2 separate regions of the Gossypium hirsutum genome follow, and region 2 is linked to region 1. A link is a contact called in public Hi-C data. All regions are on one chromosome and are shown on one strand. The core of a region is the stretch at or near the end of the contact, and the rest is flanking DNA. Distances in the headings are between cores, read along the strand shown. Region 1 holds the start of LOC107913836 (proteasome subunit alpha type-5). Region 2 holds the start of LOC107913843 (phosphoinositide phosphatase SAC2).

Region 1 (3,050 bases), core at 14-2,513:
GGCATCAGCAATCAAGCCACTCATAGCACATCCTATATGTTCATCAATTTCCATAATCTTCTCAACACTGCTGGGCTCCTGAAAGAGAGTCCAGTACTTATGAGGCTGGGAAGAAGTTGCAATAATCTACATCCCACAAAATCTACTATATGCAACACATGCTACGTGCTGGACGTCAAGTGTCATTTTTAAGAAGAATGTAGCTTCAATTGTAAGTCTTAAGTAAAGATGTGGCAGGTGAAGGAATCTTAGGGAGAATCAAGCAGCATACAGAGAAGAAAAAAAAAAGGCAATAACTAGTTGGATAGAATACTTGACATGTCTTAGACATTTCATTACATCACATAGAACCAGCATACTGTCTATCACATTATGCGAGTCGACAATAGCAAACTCCGTCGATTGGACCCAGATTTTCAATTCTAGGGTATTGACTATTAATAAACATATTGACATGCTTGCAACTGAAGAGTAGGTCGTAGGTCAAAAGATACTCCTTATATCCCTAAGAGCTAGCGATAACCTCATTCTCCAAATGGAACTCCACACCTTAAAAAACATATCCTTAAATTGCATTTTAGCAAACAATTCATAACAAATTAAAGCAAAAGGGGATTAAAAAAACCCTTTTTAGGAAAAATAATCTGCAAATGTAATGGTATTAAATCAAGTAAGAGTACAGACCAACAATGGCGAAGTAATACGCTTCTCGACAGCCAACACAACACCTTCTTTCGTCTTTAACCCAATTGCAGTTGAACCCAGCTGTAGTTCAATTAATAAAAACCCATTAAAATCAAAGCATCCCAAAAATTTATAAAACAAAAAAGGACACAATAGCAAAAAAGGATTTTACCTTGATGGCCTCAATAGCATATTCTACCTGGAACAATCTTCCCTCCGGAGAAAATGTGTTCACCCCACGGTCATACTCAGTCCTTCATAGACCAATCACCAAATCATTATTTAAAAAAAAAGAAAAAAAAAACTTGATGAGGAACCAATATGTTTTGCTATGGTACCTGGTGAGAAACATCTTGGATCGATTGGATGTTAGATCTAACAAAACCCTAAAGAACAAAAAAACCCACAATTTTTTAGCTTATTTCTGAAAAGAAAATTAACTTGAAAAGAAAAAAGAAAAAAGAGAGAAAGATGATTTACTTGTGAAGAGAGTATTAAGAGAGAGCAACTGAGCGAAAAGAAAGAGCTTTTCTTAAAGTACTCTAGACTTCTTGCGAAACAAGACAGCCTGTAAAACGGCTGCGTTTCAGGACGTGAATAAATCATAAATCATAAGCAATCCATACGCCCAATAGTTTGGGCTTTGACTTTGTTGGATATCATTCCCTTACCATTTATTTGGGCTTTGACTTTGTTAGATAGCCCATTCCCTTACATTTCTTTTTTGTTTTTTGAATTTCTAAGGTTCGGATCAATGTTTTGATAATGGGATCGGTTTGTTACGCTAAAAATAGTAGGGAGGGATTGAATTGATATTTTAAAGTTTTCTTAAAAAAATTATTTATTTTATTTTCATATTTAATCTCTTTAATCATATCTATTATTTAATTATTTTTATTAGCTTACTAGATTTTTTTTAGTTTCCCAATACATTTATTAGAGCGAGTCCAATAACTAATTCTCTATATTCGGTAAATTCATTAAGGGGTAAATATTGACCACAAATTGCAATATATTATTTTTTAGACATGTTTAGTAGAGATTTACACATATTTTAATATATGAATTAATAATAAATTAATTTAATTAATAATATTTAGCCACTTCCTACTTTACTTTTAATATAGAAGAAGAAAATTTTTATCGTTTATTTTAAAAATATTTTAATTTTAAATTTATATTTGTATTAATTATTTTTTAACCAAAGGAGGCAATAATTTAACTTGTAGTTTAAGGTTATATAAATGCTGAGTTGGCATGTTTTAACGGTTCAGATTTATTTTCAAATATCCAACCGCTTAAATGAATTTTAGCTTATTTCTTAAAAGAGAATTATCGTCAACAGATTGGGCAGGTTTCAATCTTCAACTCATTTATTGAGAAAGAGATCTACCCATAGTCCAAGAATTTAGGCTTTGACTTCGTTGGATAATTCATTCCCTTATTAATAAATTGAAATTTTAAATAGAAAAAAATAAGCGTTAAAAAATTAATTATTAAATTTAAGTTGTAAATTTTGTTTGGTATATTTTTGAAATTAAAGATGGAATATAAATAAATTATTTTATAAATATAATTTTAAAAATAAAATATTTAAAAGATAAAGTTAAAATAAAATAAAATAAAAATAATTTTAAAAAATTCACACTTTTTCATTAAAAAATTGTGGAAAATATTAATTTTTTAGTTGATCTAATTTTTTTCAATGATTTATCAAAACCTTAATATCACTTGACATCCGAGGTTAGTTTAGATATGTTTAAAAAGGGAAAAGTGTATAATTAATTACCTAATTATTAACGTGTTTTTGTTTTGGTCATCAAATTATAAAAAATTTCAATTTTGTCACTGATGTTTTTAGATTATTTCTGTTTTGGTCACTCTCGGTTAAATGGTCAACTGATGTAACATTTTTCTAATTAGCATAACAATAGATTTAGTCCTCAATACTTACACTTTCTATCAATTTAATCAAAATTCTAAACAATTCAATGAATATAACTTTTCACATTTACAAATTCTATCAATTTGATCATTAAACAGTTGTAATATTTTATGAAAAAGTATAAAATATTATATTATATTTTTCCTCAAAATATATAAAAATAATACCATATATTATGAAAATATTTTTACTATCACAAAATTATGTAGAATAAGAAGAGTTCATTAATCTCACATCAAAAAGGCGTTTGGCTATATAAACGAGTGCCTTTGATTGGTTTTGGCTTTGTTTATAGATTTATAGTTTTCTTTGTTTATTTCCGAGTTGGATTTTTTTATACAATATTTAGAATTATTTATAATTAAATAGGAAGATAAATATATTTTAATGGGTTCAAACTCATATTTTTTTATATTAATAA
Region 2 (3,120 bases), core at 246-2,745, 140 kb after region 1:
TTAATTATTTTAATTACTTTAATTAAAGTTAAATTAAGTTGGAGAAGATATTAAATATAGATGAGTGTATAATAATACTTTATTATCTTTAAAATTTAATCACATGACATTATTTTATTAGTGCCTAAAAATTATGTTTCTTTATGATCATCCGAATATAATTTATTCCGACATAATTAAACCTAACTTTATACCATTTAGTTGTTGTTTAATACAACTAAAAATTAAGTATTAAAATATATTTAGTATGTTACTTAATATTAAGTATTAAAAAACTAAACTTTTTGATAAATATAAAATATAAATATAAATTTTTTATCCTTAATTTTAATCCCTTCACTTAATTTTAAATCCAATTAAATTTTAAACGACACATATGAAATATTTAGTGTCAATTTACAATATAATATTAAAGATATTGAAGTTAATTACGTAGTTCGGAAAAGCATTCTAGTTTGAAAAAACAATTTAGTGTCAATTTATAATATCATATTAAAAACATCGAAGTTAATTACGTAGTTCGGAAAAGCATTCTACGTTTGAAAAATTAATTTAGTGTCAATTTATAATATAACATTAAAGACATCGAAGTTAGTTACTTAGGGTGGGTTTGGATAGGTGATTGGGTGCGTTGCGTTTAGTTCACTTTTTGTCTCACGCTACAGTATCGCTACAGTATTTAATCTCACCGCCACTGCTGTTTTTACACTAATCACAGGTAAACACACCGCCCATCCAAACTCACCCTTAGTTCGGAAAAACATTCTATATTTGAAAAAATAATTTAGCGTCAATTTATAATATAATATGTAAAATTAATGGCTGAATTATTTGTACTCAATTTATATTTGAAAAGATAAATTACTAAAAAAAGAAAATTAAAATTATTCAATTTTTTTTCTTAAAGTTAATATTATAACATAATATTTTATGTTATTTTCATAAGTTTTGGACCAAGGTTAAATATGATAATTTAAATATATATTTAAAAAAAAAGATAATTTATTTCAAATATAAATTTATTTTTAAAAGAAAATCAATTTAAGAATTTCAACATTAAGTACTAAAAAAAACTAATCTAATCTAATCATCAAACATGTTTAAGAATAGATTTATAAGAAAAAGCTAATTTATTAATAAGATTAAATAACTAAATTAATTTTGTAATAAAAATAAAAAAAACTACTTTTATCATGCTAATTTATTTTTAGAATAATTAAAAACCTGGTGATCTAAAGATCTTAACTTTGAATCAGTAGGCTGGTATACACCAGATTCATCCACGCGAGCGGTTCAACCGAGTCAAAACGACCATATGTCCGAGTCATAACAGCCGAGTCAAACAATCATTAGCGGAAAAAAAAAAAAAACAATATCAATTCAAAACGTAAGTTACTGTGGACGATTGCTATATTGAAAAAAATTAATTAGAAAGTTAAAACAGCACTTACCTCGCAATTTATATATTTTTTTAGAATTTTTTTTTATTTAGAGTTGCACGTTATATTATTATTTTTTGGTTTTATTTTTGTGGTCTTCCATTCTCCATTAGCTGTACGGTTCTCTTCTGCTTCTTCTTCTTCTCGATCTCTCCCTCCTTCTCTTCAACAAGACGCGCCGTTTTCTCGCAGATTCATACTATCTTTATTTCTTATTTATTTAGTTTCTTTTTTTCCATAGCTGTTTTCTTGTTGTTCAGGTTGGACTGTGAATTGTGAATTTGTGACGCTTATTTTTATTCATAATTTTCTACGCTTTTACCCGTATATATTAAATATATAGATAGATTCATTTTTGTAAATCGAGAGAGGTTTTTTTTTTTTCCCTTCCGTGGTTCTTCGGTGATCTGTATCTTGAGTGAACCCGAGCTTTGAGGCTCGGGGAACACGGGATCCGAAAAGCTAATGGCAGCCGAGAATTGCAGTGATGGTGGACAAGATCCGAATCCTTGCTATTTGCAGAAATTCAGACTCTACGAGACTCGCTCGGTATTTTTCCTCTCCCTGTCGTATATACATACTCGTTTTGCTTCATATATTCGTATGCTTGTGTATACGGGCTGTTGGTTTAAGGATTTGAATTTCGTCATTGTAGTTGCTTATATGTTTATCACGCTATGATTTTTTTTTTTGCTTTTTTTTCCCCTGCGGCTGTTTAATCTTTTTGGCGATTTTTTAACTAAATCGTCATATATGTAATTTGAGTGTATTTGATTTTCAGCTTTAACTGGTAGCTGCTCTGTGATTTGCTCTGTTTTTCTCAATGGTTAGCTTGATGTTGGGATGGTTGATTTTTTTTTTCTTTATTTAAAGTTTGATTGTATTTATCTATGGGTTTATAATTTCTTTTGCGAGTTTGGTTATAATTGCCGAGATCTTGATTTACTTGTTCTTTATATTGTATTTGTTAGTCTGACTGAGATTTTTTTTGGCTTTTGAATGCGTATTGAACTGGTAATTGGCAATAGGAAGTCTGATTGCGGTTTAGCTTCTGTTGTCAACCTCTTTTTTTGGCTTGTTATTCTAAGGAGCGGTTTGGTTGAATTTGCATTTCAAAATTCTTTTTATATTCAACACGTATTACTCAAACTTTTTAGTATTCTGAATTCAGCTTAGCAGGAGAAAGTCTTCACTTAATGAATAGGTTCATAATATTCTCTTTAAATGGATTCAACTCTGATGAAGTGTTACTGTTTCTTTTTTCTCGGTTTTAATCTCATAAAGCGGTTCATTACTCCTGAGATCATGGGCAGTGACTGTTTATGTGCTTGGAGCTACTTCTGTAGAAATAGTCCTTATGCTTGGAGCAAGTTCTACACTTATAAGATATATATTTTCCTGTTTCCCTCTATGATGCTGATAGGAGTGTTGCTGCTGCTGCTTTTGTTTTAAGTTTCTTTTCACTCTCCCGCCCCCAAATTCTTTGAGCTATTATTATGCAGTTTCCATCTTCATTACATGATATTAATGGAACATTTGTATATTCCTGGTATAACAGAACTTCTATATGGTTGGAAGAGACAAGAGCGGAACTCTTTGTAGGATATTAAAGATTGATCGATTAGATCCTTCTGAACTAACTGTTCTTGAAGACTCCACCACTTACCCAGAAATTGAATGC

What was found. A called contact is a pair of places that touch in the nucleus more often than the background predicts.
Region 2: a Hi-C map of leaf shows a contact between it and region 1, with 1.7 times the contacts expected there. The contact joins the promoter of LOC107913843 here to the promoter of LOC107913836 in region 1. A contact is called at or near these places in 2 of 34 Hi-C or Micro-C datasets (anther and leaf).

Annotation. Positions count from the first base shown.
Region 1 is chrD10:4,771,578-4,774,627 of Gossypium_hirsutum_v2.1, forward strand. It overlaps LOC107913836 (proteasome subunit alpha type-5), which reads right to left and starts at 1,264. Exons shown (of 10, transcript XM_016842484.2): 1 at 1,165-1,264; 2 at 1,023-1,070; 3 at 857-938; 4 at 685-765; 5 at 1-78. The coding sequence starts at 1,036.
Region 2 is chrD10:4,912,964-4,916,083 of Gossypium_hirsutum_v2.1, forward strand. It overlaps LOC107913843 (phosphoinositide phosphatase SAC2), which reads left to right and starts at 1,496. Exons shown (of 16, transcript XM_016842493.2): 1 at 1,496-1,988; 2 at 2,998-3,120. The coding sequence starts at 1,905.